Linked DNA regions of Mus musculus: all the other regions are linked to region 1. Evidence: chromatin contacts called from public HiCAR-type and promoter capture Hi-C data. All regions are on one chromosome and are shown on one strand. The core of a region is the stretch at or near the end of the contact, and the rest is flanking DNA. Distances in the headings are between cores, read along the strand shown. Region 1 holds the start of Uck1 (uridine-cytidine kinase 1). Region 2 holds the start of 2600006K01Rik (a long non-coding RNA gene). Region 3 holds the start of Coq4 (coenzyme Q4). Region 4 holds the start of Zer1 (zyg-11 related, cell cycle regulator). Region 5 holds the start of Set (SET nuclear oncogene). Region 6 holds the start of Spout1 (SPOUT domain containing methyltransferase 1). Region 7 holds the start of Urm1 (ubiquitin related modifier 1).

What was found. Promoter capture Hi-C pulls out the DNA fragments that hold promoters and counts their contacts. HiCAR-type assays count read pairs that join an accessible place to other places. Capture Hi-C pulls out chosen DNA fragments and counts their contacts.
Region 2: a promoter capture Hi-C map of pre-B cells shows a contact between it and region 1, with 4 times the contacts expected there. The contact joins the promoter of 2600006K01Rik here to the promoter of Uck1 in region 1.
Region 3: a contact with region 1 is called in a promoter capture Hi-C map of liver, with 3 times the contacts expected there. The contact joins the promoter of Coq4 here to the promoter of Uck1 in region 1. A contact is called at or near these places in 1 of 39 promoter capture datasets (liver) and 2 of 9 other capture datasets (adipose tissue and liver).
Region 4: a promoter capture Hi-C map of liver shows a contact between it and region 1, with 5 times the contacts expected there. The contact joins the promoter of Zer1 here to the promoter of Uck1 in region 1. A contact is called at or near these places in 2 of 39 promoter capture datasets (liver and pre-B cells), 1 of 484 Hi-C or Micro-C datasets (B cells) and 2 of 115 datasets of contacts at active chromatin or transcription factors (astrocytes and double positive thymocytes).
Region 5: a contact with region 1 is called in a promoter capture Hi-C map of pre-B cells, with 7 times the contacts expected there. The contact joins the promoter of Set here to the promoter of Uck1 in region 1. A contact is called at or near these places in 2 of 39 promoter capture datasets (erythroid cells and pre-B cells) and 1 of 115 datasets of contacts at active chromatin or transcription factors (embryonic forebrain).
Region 6: a contact with region 1 is called in a promoter capture Hi-C map of liver, with 6 times the contacts expected there. The contact joins the promoter of Spout1 here to the promoter of Uck1 in region 1. A contact is called at or near these places in 2 of 39 promoter capture datasets (hippocampal neurons and liver) and 1 of 115 datasets of contacts at active chromatin or transcription factors (embryonic forebrain).
Region 7: a contact with region 1 is called in a HiCAR-type map of astrocytes, with 6 times the contacts expected there. The contact joins the promoter of Urm1 here to the promoter of Uck1 in region 1. A contact is called at or near these places in 1 of 39 promoter capture datasets (liver) and 1 of 115 datasets of contacts at active chromatin or transcription factors (astrocytes).

What each region holds. Positions count from the first base shown.
Region 1 is chr2:32,258,547-32,261,373 of GRCm38.p6, forward strand. Uck1 (uridine-cytidine kinase 1) reads right to left here and starts at 1,559. Exons shown (of 7, transcript NM_011675.2): 1 at 1,363-1,559; 2 at 1,034-1,193; 3 at 25-121. The coding sequence starts at 1,488.
Region 2 is chr2:29,869,085-29,871,924 of GRCm38.p6, forward strand. 2600006K01Rik (a long non-coding RNA gene) reads right to left here and starts at 1,327. Exons shown (of 3, transcript XR_003954007.1): 1 at 476-1,327; 2 at 1-286. It overlaps Cercam (cerebral endothelial cell adhesion molecule), which reads left to right and starts at 410. Exons shown (of 12, transcript NM_207298.2): 1 at 410-641; 2 at 1,939-2,049; 3 at 2,191-2,308. The coding sequence starts at 454.
Region 3 is chr2:29,786,196-29,788,945 of GRCm38.p6, forward strand. Coq4 (coenzyme Q4) reads left to right here and starts at 1,298. Exons shown (of 7, transcript NM_178693.5): 1 at 1,298-2,162; 2 at 2,242-2,373. The coding sequence starts at 2,090. Trub2 (TruB pseudouridine (psi) synthase family member 2) reads right to left here and starts at 1,476. Exons shown (of 8, transcript NM_145520.5): 1 at 1,308-1,476; 2 at 281-412. The coding sequence starts at 1,416.
Region 4 is chr2:30,123,322-30,126,021 of GRCm38.p6, forward strand. It overlaps Zer1 (zyg-11 related, cell cycle regulator), which reads right to left and starts at 1,290. Exons shown (of 16, transcript NM_001290503.1): 1 at 955-1,290.
Region 5 is chr2:30,065,154-30,067,853 of GRCm38.p6, forward strand. It overlaps Set (SET nuclear oncogene), which reads left to right and starts at 1,321. Exons shown (of 8, transcript NM_001204875.1): 1 at 1,321-1,740. The coding sequence starts at 1,668.
Region 6 is chr2:30,177,169-30,179,868 of GRCm38.p6, forward strand. It overlaps Spout1 (SPOUT domain containing methyltransferase 1), which reads right to left and starts at 1,291. Exons shown (of 12, transcript NM_172660.4): 1 at 1,222-1,291; 2 at 752-797; 3 at 425-553; 4 at 155-314. The coding sequence starts at 1,257.
Region 7 is chr2:29,825,956-29,828,765 of GRCm38.p6, forward strand. Urm1 (ubiquitin related modifier 1) reads left to right here and starts at 1,434. Exons shown (of 5, transcript NM_026615.4): 1 at 1,434-1,480. The coding sequence starts at 1,446.

The sequences.
Region 1 (2,827 bases), core at 309-2,808:
CCCTCCCAGGAACCACCTGCTTACCTTGAGTGGGTCACAAAATCATAGGTAGGGACCTCGACAGTTTTGCCTTCAACAATGTTTTTCAGGGTCTTGTGCATCAGATCATTATCAAAAGCATCTACAAAAACAGGAGAAGCCCAAACTGCCCATTTGCTCTGGTGCAGCAGAGGAGGAGGACCACCTCTGCCCAAGGGCAGCGCAGCTGGGAGCCAGGGGTGCTGAGGACCCCACAGCACACCCCAGGATGAAGGGTAAGGTTGTCCCACCAGAAACTGGAACAAAGACTTTCTGATTGGCTGACACTGGGGGAAAGAGATCATTTGAGCCTCTGCTCCTCTGTATCTGGCAAAACAAAGTTAAGAGTCCTATTCTCTGACCTTCAGGAGTCCCTAGGAAAGCTTAAACCTTCAGGAACACAGGCCCCTACCAGGCCAGGAAGCTCCAAGGCCTGAGCCCCAGATTAACCTCTGTTTCTACAACTGGCCTCCCTGAAGACTGACTGCCCCGAGACAGCTTGGGGAATCCAAAGGTCAGGCAGGCGGTAGGTAGGGTGTACAAAGGGCTCCTCAGCAACAAGGTGCCAGGCAGAGATTTCAACACATCAAGAAGCGATCCTCAACATCTCCTGGCTCCTCCTTCCTAAGTGGCTCTAGCAAAAATCTTGAGTCACTCCAGGCTCATGGAATTCAGCAAACCCTACCTTTCTGTGGGCCCACTACCAAGGGAAATGAGGGTAATGTTTCACGGAGCCCCATTGCTGCTGCATTCAATCCCCGCCCCCCTTGGCAGTTGGTGTCCAGCAGTTCTCTCTGGACAGCCTCAGTCTGGCACTTTGCATCCTATGTACACATCCCTGGACAGCCTCGGTGGCAGTCTGCATCCAACAAACATCTCCTACAGCCCTGGTCCAGCAGTCTGCATCCATACACATCTCTGTATCTGTCTGGCAGTCTGCAATCTCTGTAGAGCCCATATCTCACAGCAGTTTATCCTCTACCCCCAGCTCTCCAGGCAGACATTCTCCAGGTACCTGGGTGGTCAAAATTGTACTGTCCCTTCAAAGCCTTGGCCTTCTGCTCGGCCGTCAGAACCTTGTAGAAGCAGTCCTGGCTCAGGATGACCAACTTGCGCTGCCGGCGGTCCACTTCGTTCTGTCCCAGCAGCTCCATGATCTTCTCACACACTGTTGACTGGGGACAGAAGGTGCCAAAAGTGAGCTTGTGCACTGAGTGACCCGCCAGCCCCTGGGGACGACCCCCTTAGCTGCTAGCAACAGGTGCCGCGGTTGGGCCAGAGGCAATGGCGCCCCAACCAGCGGCCTGGCAATCCCTCCGCGAGGCCCAGGCGCAGGGCGCTCACCTTGCCACTAGCGGTGCCGCCGCTCACGCCGATGAGGAACGGCCGCGGCTGGGGACGATCGGCCTCGGGCGCGGCGCTCTCCGAGCCGCCGCCTCCCGCCGAAGCCATATCCGGAGCGACGGACATACATTCACCGACTCTGCCCGCTCCCGCCTGGACGTAGTGACGGATGCTGTGCGCATCGCTTCCGGGGACATGAGCGCATGCGCGCATGAGGCGCGGCACTCAAGGCCGTGTCCCTGAAGAGCCTCAGTGACTCCAGAATGACCCCTTTACCTGGAGGCGGGGCCTGGATGGGGCTCCACCTCCCGACGAGACGCACACTCAAGTGCTGGACTAGACCAAGGTCTCCAGCCCACTGACCCCTATTTCCCTAGCACAGCCGAGATCCTGTCACCCACAGGGTTAGGACCGTCCCTGCCTTATGCTTAACCCCATCAGTGCCTCCTGCCACGTGAGAACGTGTCATCCTGAGACACTTAGGAAGACCTCCCTCTCCCTGGCGCATTATTTAAGTATCTATGAATCTGTTAAAATCTCTTGATTTTTAGACAGATTCTTACCGCATAGCCCTTGCTGTCTGGTACTCTGAAGCCCAGGCTGGCCCCAAACATTCTCCTGCCTCAGCCTTCTGAGGGTGGGAGTAACAAGCATGTACCACCATGCCTGGCTTTTTAAAAAAAGGAAATATTTATAATAATTTTATTTATATGTGCTTGTGTGTGTGTTATGGGTCTGTGCACATGACTGAAGTGCCTGGGGAGTGTCAGATCCCCATAAGGCTGTAGTTACAGGCAGTTGTGAGCTGCCCATTTTAAATGCTGGGAACTGAACTCTGGTCCTATGCAAGAGCAGTACACTTTTTTTTTTTTCCACTTTACTTTATATGTATGGCTGTTTTACGTGCCCGTGTTTTTGTACCACATGCTTGGAGTTCCCACAGCGACCAGAAGAGGGAGTCGGTTCCCTCTGGTAGTGAACTTTCTAACAGTTAAAAGCTACCAGTAGGTACTGGGAATTGAAACTAGGCTTCTGGAAGAGCAGTCACTCCAACTCTCACTCCAACTCCAACAACCTGGCTTTTAAATTCTGTTGTTGTTGTTGTTGTTGTTTTGCTTTCTTTATGACAAATGTCTCATTGCGTAGCCCAAGCTGGCCTAGAACTTGCAAAGGAGATACGAATGGCTCTGAACTCACAGTGAGAGACCTCCTGCTTCTGCCTCCTGAGTACTAAGAATAAAGGCGTGCGCCATCATGCCTGGTCTTCAATTCTTCCTGTGAGCATTGATTGCTCCTGACGTTCATTTGCTATGAATACTTAGGGGGTTGAGAAATGGGGTGGAGCACTTACCTGGACGCTGCTGGACTCTCCAGTCTTGCTGCCTGCCTCGAGCAGAGGTGCTGCCAGTCCACCAGCCCAACTGCTTTTATGTCAGCACAGACTTGAAGCACTTGGTTGAGGCCT
Region 2 (2,840 bases), core at 77-2,576, 2.4 Mb before region 1:
CTGGGTATGTGGAGTTACTGCCTCAGGCCGCCAGAGGGCGTCTCAGATGGAGCAGGGGGCGGGAACCTGGGCTCCTCGCGAAGACTGCAGCCTCCACGGCTGAGAGGCAGAGAGCCGGGAATCCCGGGTGTCAGTATTCCAGGAGTGAGATGAACGCCCATGGTACAAGCGGTCCACCATGGCCCACGGATCCTTCCTTCCGTGCCAACGCCTTCCGAGGTCCACACGGAGAAGGCGGACCCCAGGACGCGTCTGGAGCAGGTGCCTAACCCTGGACCTCTAGGGCCTGGGCGGAGAAGAGGACAGCGGAGCGTACAGGCGCCTAAGAGGGGCGCAGGGGCCCCAAGGCAGTAACCACGCCCCTCTAAGACCCCGCCTCCATGCCCCGCCCATCCCGCCCCCTCCCTACTGTGGTGGGAAACCCGGGGCCCTCCACAGCCACCGAGTCCCGCCATGCACGTTGCGCGGCTCCTACCTCTGCTGCTCCTGTTGGGGCAGCAGCTCCGGGCTGCCAGTGTCACAGAGCCGACGCTACCCACCGTGGTCCTTGCCATCCTGGCCCGCAATGCTGAACACTCTCTGCCCCACTACCTGGGTGCGCTGGAGCGCCTGGACTACCCCCGGGCCAGGCTGGCCCTCTGGTGAGAGATCCAGGGGTGGGTGCATATGGGCATCAAGCCCCAGGACCCAGGAAGGCTTTTGACCTGGAGGCCTCATTACTTCTGCCCAGACACAACCCGAACAAGCTCCTCCCTCCCAGACAGCCCTTCAACAGTATTCCTAGACCCCGCGGGGCAAGAATAGACCTCTGAGGCCAGGGTTCAGCCCAGGGACACTCACCCCTCCTTTGGGCTCCCTACATGTCTCGGGCGTCCCCGGCTTCCCGGGTTTCCCCTGGGTTTCAGTTAGGCCTGTCCTTTCTGACCTAGCCCTTGGGGCTCGGCAGTACATCGCAGTAAAGACCTGTGGTCTGCCTGATGTGCGGTAGAACAGACTGAACCTCTGGAATCCCCTGGGGCCCAGCATAGAAAGGATCAGTCAGACTGGAGGTTTCTAGAGAGCAGGTGGAGGGAACCCTCAGCTCCAGGCGGCATGCTCGGGTGCCCTTCTGAGTGGTACTGCTAAGCTTCTCTGGGTAGAGAGAGGGGCTGGCTGGTTCTGATAGCCAAGGGTGTGGTCTCATGGGACGCTGGGATCAGAGGTTGCAGTACCCTGTCTAAAAAAGTCAAAACAGGGAGGAGCCTGAGCAGAGGCTGGAGATAGAGTACTCCTCACAGCACACCAAAGTTGGGCTGGGGTGGAGCTGTGGCCTGGGGAGGCTGCCCACAGCCACCACACTTGGGGAGTTAGTTAGTTCCCACCCCTGTAAGACTTGACACGTAGTTCTGGGGAATTGGCTTAAAGGAACAGCATCGCCTAAAACCTGGGCTCTTGGCTAAGCCTTCCACCTCCATTACTAGAGCCCCCTCCCCAGCAGAGGGAAAGCTGTGCTCCATGGTAACAGAACTTGGATCACCACTAACACTTCTCAGGGGTTGTCGGAGCATGGTGTGAGCCTAATTACAGCTGGGGGGAGTTAGGTAAGGAGAGAAAGGCAATGACTGTTTTGTCTGATTCTGAGCTGGAAAAGGCCTGATGTGTGGAGCCATGAAGAGGGACGGAAGTGAAGGGACGTGGCAGGTGCAATCTTTAAGCTCAAGGGACTTTTCAAGTGCACTCAGGCCGAGGATGGCTCAGGGGTCAGGGGCTTGCTTGATGTGTACAAGTCTCTGGGTTCAATTCCCACAGTACAATGCACAAAATTAGAAGGACAGACGTGAAGCACAGAGAGGCATGGACCTTGCCTGAGGCTACACAGGACATCCTCCAGCACCTCCACTGGAGCGCACAACTCTGCCCCATCGCTCTCAGGACAGTCATTCTGTGTTGTGCTCACAGGTGTGCCACAGATCACAACATGGACAACACCACAGGGATGCTCCGGGAATGGCTGGCTGCTGTGGGTCGGGACTATGCGACTGTCGTCTGGAAGCCTGAGGAGGAGGCCAGGTGGTTAACCGAGGGCAAGGGTACTGGAAGATGGTGAACAGCTATTCCCCAGGGCACAGCCCCCAGAGCACGCATGTCTATTCTATGCAGAGAACGAGAGGCCCCTCTCTCAAGAGAGCATTTCACCTTTCTCCACTTCAGGTCCTACCCAGATGAACAGGGTCCCAAGCACTGGACCAAAGAACGGCATCAGTTTTTGATGGAGCTGAGGCAGGAAGCACTGGCCTTTGCCAGGGACTGGGGAGCTGACTACATCCTGGTAAGAAAGCCTGGCTACAGAGTATGGGGGAGGCCTCAGGACCTGCTTCCAATAAAGTCTGGTTATAACCAAACTGTCTATAGGACAGATCTTCTGAAGACTGAGCTGAGACCCCTGTATTTAAGCTCACACTAGATACTAAGCCTGGCTCCTTGTACAGGTCTTAGGTTATATGCTGTTCCTAGATTCCTGAGCTTTTGTATGCCAAGAGTATAAACTGAGCCTGGATCCCTGGATTAGAGCTCAGAATAGAATTTTTTTCCAATATTTTTGTTATGTTTGCTCACTGGGTTTTCGAGACAGGGTTTCTCTGTGTAATCCCGACTGTCCTGGAACTCATGCTGTAGACCAGTCTGGCCTCAGAGATCCTCCTGCCTCTGCCTCCCAAGGGTTGGGATCCAAAGTGTGTGCCTCCACCACCTGATTTACTTTTGTTTTTCAAAGGTGGGTGTCTTGGTGCATGCAGCCCACAGAGGGCAGAAGGGGGCCTGGAAGCGAACTCCACTTAGTAGTGAGTCACCATTGGGTCAAT
Region 3 (2,750 bases), core at 48-2,547, 2.5 Mb before region 1:
CTCCCAAGAGCTGGGATTAAAGGCGTGCACCACAACCATGTGGCTGCACTCCAGTCTTGACTAAAATACAAGAAGGTTCTCTCCTTTCCTACAGTCTAGAGATGCTTTGCATTACAATAGCAAAGAGGAGCAGAGCCAAGGAAAACACAAGGCTGTAGGCAGAAGCTGTTTAAAATCTTCCCTCTCTAGGGAAGTTTGCCAAACCCTGGGCTAGAAATCTAACTCAGGCCAGGGATTTCCTCTAACATCACGGCCAGGGTCCTGTCTGACTCTGCCTTACCAAGTCTGTGGGTGGTGAGGGAGGGTACATTGGTGGCTCTGAGAGTCAACTTCTTCTCTTCACTGCCTTCCACAGGGCCTAGCAAGAAGCGAACACGCTGATCAGGAGCAGGAGGCTGCTGGGCATTGAGACCTAAGCACAAAAGAACACAGTCAGTACTTTTCCAACCCGCAAGAGAAGGGGTAGAGAGATGGTAGCATAGAAGATGGATTTGTGTATCGTAGAAAACGTACTATGACTCCTTCAGAAGCCAGGTATCATTAATTCCAGCACTGGGGAGGCAAGAGGCGGGCCTATCTCTGAATTCAAGGCCTGACTGATCTACAGAGTTATTTCCAGGGCAGCCAGGGGTATACAGAGAAACCATTCTCTAAAAAGTGAAGAACAAACAAACAAAACAAAAATCCTAGGTTGGAAGTGTAGCTCAATTCATGGAGTGTTTGCACAATACGCAAGACGCCCCGGGTTCCATCCCCAGCACCCTAATGGGAGGTGGTACTACACAGATGTAGTCTAAGACCTTGGGTAGTGAAGGCAGGACAGTCAAAAGTTCAAGGTTATCTTCATCTTACATAGCAAATTTGAGGCTACATGACAGTTTTTAAGAAAATAAAAGAAAGGAAAAAAAGGCAAAGAAAAAAATTGGTGTTTGAGGGTCGGGGTGGTGGTCACGCTTGTGATCCCAGCATCTGGCAGGTGGAGTCAGGAGAGTCAGAATTCTCAGTGCCTCACTGATTTCAAGGTCGGATTAATTAGAAAAGACCCTGTCTCAAAAGGCAAAAAAAAAAAAAAAAAAAAAAAAAGTTCAAATTCTAACTCTGTAACAGAAACCGCGAAAAAAAACCCAACACTATAGAATGAATTTCTCTAAAGGAAAATAGCGGAGAGTGGGTAGTAACGAAATGTGTACAAGAGAAAAAAAACAAACAAACAAGAAACAGCTACAACCCGGCAAACGAACCACGTGACCTCACTCCACATCAGAAAGAACTAAAGCAAAACCGTGGGTCCGCGTCGGAGTTCTCACCTTTAAGCAGTTGCAACTCCACGGTCTCACGCAAGTGCAGCCACTTCAGCCCCGGAGGTTTATAGACAGCGAAGAGCCCCTGCAGCCGAGCTAGGCCAGAAGAACCCATGGCTGGAACTCAGCGGTTCAACATCATCCAGAAGCGGGGATGCGGGCGGAAGTGCTGCGTGGTCCTTTCCCAAATGTGGTCCCTACTGTAGGTAGCCGCCTTGTTTCCTTGGCAGGAAGAGGTTCTTTTCTTATTGCCCTCCGGGGGGGAAATAAGAGATGGAGAAGAAAATAGGGCCGGATATCGAGCAACCGAATTCTCGGTTATGTTATTTTTGAATTCTTTTCAGGAGTTTTTTGTTTGTTTGTTTCTCATATATCCCAGGCTGCCCTCAAACTTGCTAAGTTGCCGAGAATTCATTACTTTTCTGTCTCCACTTTTCCAAGATCTGGAGTGACGAGTAATTCACATCAGGCTTGGTTTTTGAGACAAGGTCTCTAGTACTGCCTTCGTACTTAAGAAATAGCCAAGAAGGATCTCGAACTGATCCTACGGCCTCCAGGTTTCAAATGCTGGGTTGACAGGCCTACGTTATAAATAACGCCTGGCTCACAGCAGTTGTTTTACTTCAGTGGCAAACAGATCTTGTGGCTTTCCTTCTCATGCTCCTGTCCATATTACAACATCTCCGATCAAAAAGCCACAGTGAGTGCAGTGTCCCAGGAGTCTTTTGACTTCTCGGGCCTCCGTAGTACCTGCGGAGCCCCGCCTAACCACGCGGACGTCCGCTGCCATGGCGACCCTGCTGCTGCTTCGCTCCCTGCGCCTCCACCGCAGTCTTCGGCCCCGTACGCGGCCAGCTGTAGGTGAGCAGCTCTGATTCCAGTGTCCGCGGCGACCAGAGGGACCGGACTCCTCTCACCTTTACCTCTTTTCTGCTCGCAGATGTACCCCTCAGGGCCGGGAGCCATGGCGCCCGCCTGCTGTACCCGGACCACATCCCAACCACCCCGCTGCAAAAGATGCTGCTGGCTGCGGGCGCGGCGGGAATGGCTCTCTACAACCCCTATCGCCACGGTAAGACGGTTTACTCTTCGGTCTCGAAAGCTGGGACCGGTGAAGACTTGGTTTGTGGGCATCCAAACCTGGCTGCGCCTATCATATTTCCCAGGATCGTTTATGATAATCAGGTGCCTGATTCTAGCTAGAACTGTTTTGGGTCTTCTGGGCACAGGGAGGAGAGGAAGAAAGAAACGTGAAGTCTACAAGTCTGCCTTTTTGTAATTCTTGGAAGAGTGTCACCCTAGCATATTAATCTCTGGGCTGAATGACCAGGTACACACCAAATTACAGCATTCTCACTGGGTAGTAAGTAAACTTGGTAAGGGCCATGATCTTCAGGATTTTCTTTGCTGAAACAGTTCAAGATCAGCTTCTTTTTGTTTGTTTGGCTT
Region 4 (2,700 bases), core at 40-2,539, 2.1 Mb before region 1:
CATTCAGACCCAAGCGGGTTCTCTTGCCACCACAGGATCTTTGCGCCTGCTGCTGAATGCTGAGCCCCCAGAAAGCTGTAATGACTTTCTACCTCACTCATCTCTGCTCAGACAGAAACCTCATTAGAGACCTTCCCTGACCATTCTATACAGAGGTCCCAGTCTCTGCTTCGTGACACCTATTACTATCAAACATGTTGTACGTTTATTTACTGAATAAGGCAAAGCACATCGACCCTTCATACCTAACAAGAACCTCTTGGTCAAAGCATAGCTTCTGTGACCCCCCTTTCAATGCTATCTCCACCGGTCACTCTAACTTGAAGCCTGTAGAGAACCATTCTGTCAGAAACATCATTGAGTTAGCTTTTCCCAGGCATTAGGCACCACTACCCCCAACCCTCTGCTCCCCCTCCCGTCTCTGTCATACACACAAGGCACAAGCAAACCCGGGGAAGCTTTGACTGGTTAAAGAGCAGCTAAATCTACCCAGAGCTAGCCAGAGCGGTCAGTTTTAGTTTCACCTCACCTATGGGAGCCATTGATCTTCAGCAAGCCCACCCGCTCTTTTCCGACCCTGTTGCACTATCTTGTACCTTGGCATCGCATTTTGGGAGCTGATCCAGGAGCCAAGCCATCCCTAAGCTTTTAAGTAGCACGGCTTCGGGGGTTGGGAGAAGACCTAAACTCATCCAACAGGTAGGAGGGGCAGAGGCTGGCCTCCTAAGCCCTACGTTGAGCCCCCATTTTGCAAGGGCGAGCGTCGTTCTCATTCTAGAGAGAGCTCAATTTTCAAGGCAAAATCCTCAGACCTGGGTGGCAGGCGACGAGCGCCATCCCACCACTAGCCTGTGGTGGACCTCTGCAAGGAGTCGCAGCGACAATGCTTAGACCCTGAGACAGGGTGAAGAAAAGGATGCAGGTACGTCTCTTGGCTCGGCATTTAGGACGTACCCTAGGAGGGGGCGGCCCTCAACGGGGAGACAGGATGCTTCGCAGGCTTACAAGCGGAGGCTGCGGCCCGGGGGAATCGGCGGCCAAAGCGCCGCAGGAGGTCGGATCCGGTCCGGGTCCGGGTCGGCGGGGCGGGGCGGGGCAGGGCGGGAATGCTGCGACCGGAGCCCCGGACGGAGGCCGTTCCCTTGCCCTCGGGCCGCCGGCTGCTTGGCTCCGGGCCCAGCCCCTCCCCCCGATCCTGTTCCGAAGGCTTGGAGAGCCTGTGGCTGCGGGTGTGCTGTCAACAAAGCGTCACTTCCGGGCCGCCCCTTAGCAGCAGAGGAGGGGTTCTCTCGTCTTGTCCCGCCGCGAACGTGGGCGGAGGCGGCTGAAGGTTCCGGGTTCTCTGGGCTGCTCCTGCCCAAGCTGAGGCCCCAGTCTCCACGTTAGCTTCCAGGGTTCCTTCTAGCGAGGGGCTAACTCGCAGGAGCAGGTTCAGGACAGGATTGACTCCATCTTACCTAGTTAGTGCTGACTCACCCGGTGCCCAACCCGACGTCTTTTGGGCGGTCTCTAAGCAGCCACCACATTGCCCCTCAAAATGTGCTCCTCCTTCTTTCCTTCACGAAAAGGGCCATTCACCCAGGAGCTGTCAGATAGCAGGAGTGAGGCTGTTCTTGGCCACTGCGTTTTCTTCTAGTCACCAAGGATCTCTTAACAGTTGTTTCTCTCTTCCTCCAATAGTGCCCTACTGTCCATCATTTTATCTTTCAAAAATATTATTTTAATTATGTACATAAGTGTATATGTGCTTATGCACGTGACGGCAGCTGCCTGCTGAGGACAATAGCCCCGGAGCCCATGAAGCTGAAGTTACAGGTAGTTGTAAGCCCCACAAACGTAGGAACCGAACAAGCTCTCTGGTCTATACTTCCTTTTCATTTTAAGATTTTTTTCCCATTTATTTATATGTGTGCATGCATATGCACATGTGCAGGAGATCAGAGCACTGTTGGCTGGAGAGGGTTCTCTACACCAGCCACGTTGGTTTCAGGGATCAAATTCAGTCCTCACCATGCTTGTACCAAGCACCCTTACATGCTGGGCCATCTCACTGGCCCCATCACCATTTCTTCTCTTGATTTCTACCATAGCCTCCGAACACAAATCCCTTCGTTCCTTCTGCAGTCTCACAATCAGGGCATCCAGACTTTTCATCTACCTTCTCTCCTTACCCAGTCCCTCAGTAAATTGTTTCCTTCTGGTCTCCTGTCCAGAACGTTCACAGTTGAAATCAGTGTGGGCTCTTTGCATCTCTGTCATTCTAAGCTCAAACAATCAGGCAGTAGGCTTAAACATTTTTCTTACTGCCCTCCACATCTGGTAAACTAACAACACTTTTTGCTTAAGGAATGCCCTGGAGTGAGGTTAGAGAGAAAGAAGGGAGGGGATGTGGAGGCTCAAACCCAGGTCCTGTGGCAGACAGGAATTCTATCATTGAGCGCGCGCACACACACACACAAAATACTATACATACACCTTAATCTTAGCACTCAGGAAGCAGAGATAGGCAGATTCCGTTAGTTTAAGCTAGTTCCATGACAGCCAAAACTACACAAAATAACCATGTCTCTAAAACAAAAAACAAAACAAGAAAAGGAGAAAAAATAAAAGAAAAGAGAAAGTAGATACCTTAAGTAGGAAGGTAAATAACTCAAAATAGGTTCAGGAAGTCCCTGAAACTAACCAGATTCACTAAGACCC
Region 5 (2,700 bases), core at 71-2,570, 2.2 Mb before region 1:
CCTTAGAGGTTGTCGCCAGATTTAAGCTTACCAATTGCAACAGATGAGTGCAATTAATTCACCGACTTGAGCATAAGGTGCACCACCAGGAAGGCCTAGCTGAATTTCCTGGAGTTGAGATGGAAACTTGGAGGAGCACATTTGTATTCTCTCACCATGGACTGTATATATATATATATATATATATATATATATATATATATATATATATATATATATATATGATGTATTTTACATTTATTGTCTACCCACCATGAATGACTTGACTTAAAGCCACATTGCTTTATGTATAAGAGCTGATAATAAAACGGGAATACTGAGAGTATGGATAGTTCAAGCTCTAGTGGTAGAGGAACCAGGTAGAGAGCTTTCTGGATTTCCAGGACCACGTGTTGGGATCCAGGTAGACAGAGAACTATCTTTTCAAGTCCTGAAAAACAGTGTTTAACCATTAAATCCCTCCGACATAGTGCTTAAGGACTTTTTAATAATCTAAAGCTGTTTTTGTTTGTTTGTTTGTTTGTTTTACTGTTTTAGCCTTTGACTTTTAAACATTTCCCCATTTGTCATCACCAAAAATGTGCTTCCCTCACCACTGAGATCAGGACACCTGTACGAAGTTGAGCAGAAGGACCTGTGGCAGAAAGGTCCTTCCTACAGTCAGAGAACTTTCCTGTGGTTCTTTTGAGTGTGAATATGTAACAGATTTTTAAAAATTCAGAACCGAGGGCAGAGGCTTGAATTGGCCCATGCATAAACCCGGTCCCGCGTGTAAACTGGATAGAGGAACTGCTTGCGTGTGGCTCTGCACAGCAGCCTAGAGTTTGAGTCCCCAGCTTCTCCATCTAGAAAAAAATGAAGGTGCCCGGGTGCAGAACTCAGGCGCCTGATTGTAGCCAGGGTACTCCTAAGGCCTGTACTTTTGAGGGGCTGCGCGCGCCCCCTCTCCAGAGCCCCCAGCCGCCCCGCTAAGGGAAGCCACTGAGCCACCACGTGATGGAGTATTGGGGAACGGAGGCCCCGCCTCTCAAGTCACCGCGCGGCGCGCAAATGTCCCGGGTCGGCTGGAGAAGGGGAGAGCGGGGGAGGGGAGCACCGCGCGGGGGCAGGACCATGCGTCGCTGAGCCGCTTCCTCCCGCCTCTCGTCCAGGCCCCAGTGTCCCCACCGCCGCCGCCGCCACCCGCCACGGCCCCGCCCCCTGCCCCGCGGCCGCGGCCAATCGCTGTACGGCGCGAGCCTCTCCGGCCGGGGGCGGGACTTGCGCAGGCCCGGCGCGCCTGCGCTCTGCGGCCTGCCCCTCGCCGGGAAGAGGAGGAGGTGGTGGTGGAGGAGGTGGAGGAGGAGGAGGAGGCGGCTCAGGGCAATCCAGAAGCGAGCCGGAGCGCGGGGCGCGAGTCGAGGAGCCCAGCCGAGCCGCCGCCGCCTCCCCGCCTTCAGCGAGAGCCCCGGCCGGGGGCTCGCCACAACGCGCCCGGGCCTGCCTCCGCGTCAGGCCCCGCGGGCAGTGCCAGGCAGCCAGGGGGAGGGCAGGCAAGTGAGCGCCGGGAGGAGGCGGCCGGAGCGAGCGGGCGCCGCGCGTGTGGCGTGAGGGGAAGCCGCTGGCCGCCCCCTTGGCCGTCCCTTCGCTCCCCCTCCCCGCTCCCCGCCCCGATCGCGGAGGGCACCATGTCTGCGCCGACGGCCAAAGCCAGTAAAAAGGAGCTCAACTCCAATCACGACGGGGCCGACGAGACCTCAGGTGAGGACCGGGCGCGGCGGGGGCCCGGCCGCGCCGCCATCTTTCGGCCCGGACCGCGGGGCTGCGGGGGGCGCGCGGGGGCCGGAGAGCCGGCGCCTTTTTTGTGTGCGGCCCGGGACCGGGGGGCCGGGGTGGCGCCGTGGCGGTGAGCGGTGCGGCCGAGGCGGGGGCGCTGCGGCCTGCGCGGCGGGCGGAGACCCCCCCTTCCCCCCGCCCGCGCTCTCCTCCCCCTCCCTCCCTCCCGAGAAGCCTCTCTTTATTGTGCTCCGCCATGATGCCTCGCTCCCATCAGCCGCCACCGCCGCCACATGGTGCGGCCGGACGCAGCCTTGCGGCCGGGCCTCTAGTGCCGCCCTGCTTCCCGCCCTGAGCCGGCGCTACCGCGGAACCGGGAACCGGGGTTTGGGGCGGGGTAGGGGCGCGGAGCCGGCGGGAGGATGCTCCAGGCTGCGCGGGTTGCGCACCCCACGTGGGGCAGCCACACTCGGGCGCGCCGGGGGTGCGAGGAATCTGGCCCCGAGGCCGTATGATGCAGGGGCTTCAGGGGCCTTTAGGACGCCTAGCCCTCGCCTGGAGGGTCGTTTCGAGCCCAGGACAGCTGCAGAGCCCGGGCTGGTTACCGGAAATGAGACGCGCGATCGGGCCCCTTCACGCCCACTTGGCTTTGTAAAAGCCTTCACAACCCTCGGACAAAAGGGCACGAAATAGGAGCACACCCCCTCTCCTTTTTATGGCTCCAAGTTTTTGAGTAGGGTTTTCCCACGAAGTGTCCTGAAATACTGCACGGCCGTATATGATGACCAATCTCATCAAGAATGGGTTGAAGGAGTAAGGTCAGGTTTACATTCTAAGTCTGAGAAGACGACTCCGGGAAGTTTGGTGACTAACTGGTCTTTGTCGGTGTATATTGATAATCATAACAAATTGAGAGCACTTTAAATTTTTTTAAAGCAGTTATAA
Region 6 (2,700 bases), core at 41-2,540, 2.1 Mb before region 1:
AAACCCTGAGTCCACTCTCTAGCACCAAGGGTGAGAAAAAGTGAGTCTGCAGCTGCCTTTGAGAGCTCCTTCCAGGCAGCCAGGCAGGTGACAAGGAGCAGGACAAAGCCATGGCCACCCCTGCTGGTCCTCCCCACTCCCCAGAGACTCTCACTTGGTATCTTGGCCCTCCTCATCGAACACCACAATCTCATCCACACAGAAGATGGTGCAGGCTCTGGCGATCTGGCCAGCCAGGTAGGTGCGGAGCTCAGGTGACTGGGCATTGTCCAGGATGGAGCCTGGCAGGGCCACACTCAGAGTGTAAGGCCGTCCTAGCAGGGACAGGGGATGTTCCTGTCAGCCTGACAGGCTGTGGACCTTCCCTCCCTTGCATGTCCCCATGGCTCAGAGATTCAACTTACCTCACGACCCAGCTGCTTACCTTGGTTGCTCCTCTGGGCCGCCGCCTCTTCCTCCTCTTCCTGGCGTTTAGCCTCTTCCTCTTGGGCACGCTGCCGCTCCAGTTTCTTCATTATCTTGAGGTCCTTCCACTTCTTTTTCTCCTCTTTTTCTGGAGAATTATTGGAGGGAAAGGACTTGACATGGGGAGGAGAGTTCCTTCTCGCTGGGCTAGCCTAGGCTCTGGAGAGGCTGCCACCACTCACTTGGATACACTGAGACCCAAAGAGGGCTCGTCGGGCCATTAGCTGGTTTGTGGAAAGGGAGGGCTCAGTGCGCTTGCCCAACCCGGCCTCAGCTTTTTACTTACTCTGCTGTTTCCATTTTCGCCATTCAACCCTTTGGCCATGTTCACCCTGCAAGTAAGGAGGAAGATTGAGAGGCTGACCGGTCACACATAGGAGGGGCGCATCCCATCGGGCCTCCCGCCATCTGACTCTCTCAAACCAGGGTAGAAGTACACAGGGACTCGCCGTGCACAAAGCCTGGGATCAGATCCGGGAAGCTGAGGAATGAATCCCCATTGGGCAAAAGAAGAAACCGAGACAAGGGGAAGACAGGTATGGCCATAAAGTCGCCCTAGGAATCAGAAAATAAGCCAGGAGAGGACTCAAGACACCGTCGCCCCGCGAATGAATGTAGATCGGACCAGCTAACTCTGCAAGCTCAGGCTACGGGAGAGGGGCGAGGGGAGAGGAGAGAGCAGAAGACCCGGGCCGACACCACTGTGACACGCTGCAGATTCCAGGCCTAGCCCGGAACCCATCGGTCCGCACATACCGGACCACACGGACGCTTCCTCGGGCGCTCCGCCATGTTTCCAGGCCCACCGCGCGCCTGCCAGTTAGCCTCGCCTCTTCCGGCCACACCTCCGCGGAGCTGCCCAATCAGAGGCCCAGCGGAGAGTGGGGCGTGTCCTGGGTGCCAGGCTGAGGCGGAGCTCAGAAACGCCACGTGCGAGTGCGGAGGCTGCTGCGTTGGTACCCTGTCTCCAGGGCAACGAGTTCGCAGCACTACGCTGTCCGAACCCAGTAAGGCTCATGTGCCGCCCTTTCCATTGTTAGGTACCCTGGTGATATTTAGCTTCCATGTTTTATGTAAGGGCACCCTATTGGAAATTACAAAAGACTACCTTTATCCAGTTCATTTGCACTTTCTTTTTATTTATCCATTCAGTTTCCTGGGACTCCAGCTAAGGCCCGACGCGTGCTAAATTTAGTGCTCCACCAGTGAGCTATATTCCCAGCCTCGTCCAGACTTTATTCTTTTGGTTTTTTAAAAAGATTTATTTATTATTATACATAAGTACACTGTAGCTGTCTTCAGACGTGCCAGAAGAGGGCATCAGATCTCATTACGGATGGTTGTGAGCCACCATGTGGTTGCTGGGATTTGAACTCAGGACCTTTGGAAGAGCAATTGGTGCTCTTACCCGCTGAGCCATCTTGCCAGCCCCAGACTTTATTCTTTATCAGTTTAATTCATTTGTTTGCATGTAGTACTTTAAATTTTTTAAAAAAGAAATTGATACAGGGTCTTACTATGTAGCTTGGACTGACCTCAAACTCAATCTTCCATCAACCACCTGAGTGCTGTGATTGATTGATTGATTGATTTTTGGCAGCCCTGGATCAAATCCAAGGTCTCCAGCATGCAAATCACTGATCAACATTCTGTGTCTACTTTAAAATCATTTTAAGTAAAGAATGAGAAGATAGGACTGAAAGAAGTCCCTGCAGAAGACTTTTAGCTGCTGCTATAATAGCAGCCATTGTATCTGGCATGAATTCCAGAGGGATTGTACCTAGGGTTTGAAGAAGCCTTTTGTAAAGTTATTGATTGTTGTCTGAGGTTTTATGGGGTTGCTCTTCCAAGGATTCTCAGAGCCTTTGCATAACTTAGTCCTGAGACATACCTGACAAACCAGGATGTCTCCTGGGACTTGCTTAGGTATGCCTGGGAATGTAGGTTATGCCTGAGTATTGCTTAGGTAGGGTTCCTTCAGAGAAGCCTAGATAAGGTAGCAGGTTTTGGTATACAGAAATTGACTTGCTACAAGTACCTTTTGTGTAACAGTAAGGAGGGTCTGCAAAATGGTAAATATGTGAAGTTCAATGCCTGAGAGGATGAGCCCCTGCTGCTGAGAAGCCTAACAGGTCCTGCAGTGTCTCCTTTTCTTTGCTCTCCTGTATAACCCAGAACACCAACAGGTTCCTCCCCAAAAAACTTTTCTGCCTGATAGTTTTATATTAACTTTTT
Region 7 (2,810 bases), core at 184-2,683, 2.4 Mb before region 1:
GATGTGGGTGTATTCCTAAATCATCATTCTCCAATATATATATGATTTATATTTTTCAGTGTACTGTTTTTGTTTTTTGTTTGTTTTTCTAGACAGGGTTTCTCTGTGTAACCCTGGCTGTCCTGGAACTCACTTTGTAGACTAGGCTGGCCTCGAACTCAGAAATCCATCTGCCTCTGCCTCCCAAGTGCTGGGATTTAAGGCATGTGCCACCACCATCCGGTTCAGTGTACTGGTTTTTGCCTGAATATATGTAACTGGAACTGGAGTTAAAGTTGAGGACTGCCATGTGGGTGCTGGGAACCAACCCTGGGTTCTCTAGAATAGTAGCTAGTGCTATTAACCTCTGGGCCATCTCTGTAGTCCACTATTTTATGTATTGAGGCAGGGTCTTTCTGGAACTCAGAGCTTGCTCATTGGCTAGTGTAGGTTGCCAGCTTGCCCTGAGGAAGCCATCGTCACCTCCCTAGCTCTGGTATTGCCATGCTAACCATCATTTCACTTGGGTTGGGGATCTTATCTTTGATCTTTACACTTGCCCAGCAAGTACTTTATCAGATGAGCCATCTCCACAGCCCTAGCGTTTTTTTCACAAATCTCTATAATTCTAATTTTCTAACATCGGAAAATTTATTTCAGTTTAGGATTTCACATTTATTAGCATGGTTTGTACATTTGATTACGGCTGTCTCCCCGTCTCCCTGCTACACGGAGAGACCTAGAGACAAGAACTTCAGTTACAGCCGTTATTACTGACTCTCCACAGGACCAATCTGCCAGACACATTGTTAACTCAGTAACCGTGGAGTAGAAGACATACAATTCATCATCTGACACAGATGTTTGCATAGTAAGATGGCAGCTCCGGAGAGAGACAACAGGGTCAGAAACAAGAATTTGGAGTTACCTCGTTTTACTCCCTTAAGCGATGTTAGCTGGGTTGACAGGGTTCTTGTTTGTGGGTTCTTTGTTGTTTTTGGTTTTGTTTTGTTTTTGAACCCTGGGTGTCCTGTAATTCCCTACGTAGATCAGGCTGGCCTGGCACTCACATAATCCACCGTCTCTGCCTTTCTGAGGGCTAGGATTAACGGCGTGTGCCACCATGCGTGGCTTAAAAACAGATTTGTAGCCAATGAAAGATCAACAGTACGTGGCTCACAATCATGTCATCGGATGCTGATGAATTTCCCCTTAGACGTCTTTCTTCAGGAAGTCCCTTCCTGCTCGGTTTTTTTTTTTTTTTTTTTGGCCAGGTCCGCAAATAATGTAGACAATCAATTCCGCAGCCCACTGAGCGGGTGCCTTCGTCCAATAGCTGAGCAGTAACGAACGGATTTCGCCCCACCCCGTACCGCCTCTTCCGTTTACGCTTCCTGGTGGCGACCGGAAATAAACGGGCGCTCCGGAAGTTAAAGGGCGTGTCCTGCTAGTTTGGTTTCCTAAACATGGCGGCGCCCTTATGTGTGAAGGTGGAGTTCGGGTGAGTGAGATCTGGGGCGCCTTGGGGATGGAGCGAAGCCATAAGGCTCGGAATTCCGGACCTCTCTTGGCCTGCCGAGGCTGTGTCGCCCTCCGAGAGCCGGGATAATCCCCTGGCCTCTGACTGACGCGGTCTCTGTGGGTGACGAGGCCGTGAGTCCGAGAGTTGAGGCGCACACACGGGTAGGGAGATGCGTTTGGAATCCTTCGCCTTGCTCTGTATCATGTAGGACTGGGAGGCATTGACAGTGAGCAGGCGGTCTTCCGGCATGTTTCACCCGTGCCATTCCGAGCCCGACTCGCCTTGTCTGGTTTTTGAGCTTCTAAGGGGAGCGCACGAGTAGAGACGAACCCTGCTGAATAATCTCAGTTCTGTCTTCCCGCCTAGTGCCTTCCTAGGGGAAGTCTTGGCCAAGACAGGACCTTCCTCTTTCTCAAACCTTGTGTGTGTGTGTGTGTGTGTGTGTGTTTTCGAGACAGGGGTCCTCTCTGTTTGGCTGTCCTGGAACTCACTCTGTAGATCAGGCTGACCTCGAACACAGAAATCCGCCTGTCTCTGCCTCCCAAGTCCTGGGATTAAAGGCGTGGGCCACCACCGCCCGGCATACCTTGGAGTTTTAATTAGATTTTAATCTTTTGCAAAGTAGTTTGGTAAGTGTCTTCTGCAGAGTCCAGAGGAGCTACCGGGGTAAATAAGCTGCCACGGAGGGAGTGACTAACATTGGTAGTATATTATCCTTACTGTGAAAAGGTTCAGAATCCGGGTACACATCACTACTTGAAGGAACACGGGGAAAAGTGAAGATTGTCTCAAATCACCATTGTGTTCTTCCAACACACAGAATGCTTGTCATGGTTTCAAAACCTGCAGAAGACAGACTTCTTCGGAAGCTGAGAACAAAGAACTGAGGCTTCTAGAGATGGGTGGTTGGTTTCTAGAATCTTATGGAAAAGCTAGGGGTGTGTGTGTGTTTGTGTGTGTGTGTGTAGATGAAGAAGCCAAGGTTGAAGTGAAGGGAAACTCAAGGGTAGAGAGAGATGTAAAATTCCTTCCAAATGCCTTTCTTCGCCTTGGATGCCCCCCATTCCTTTCATGTTGTCCCTTCACTAGGCAGTTCATTCACCAGTCATTTATTGAGTGCCTACCATGTGCCAGGCAGTGAGCCAGACACCAAGGATACAAAGATAAATAGCACTCTGTCTAGTCCCTGCAGTGTTCAGCATTTCTGTCCCTTGGAAGGGAGTAGTCTCATGAATGTTAAGTGCAGTTTAATTGATGATATTGTCTTGCTGCTTGGATCCAATTAGGTTGGTCTGGCTTCCTGACTGCT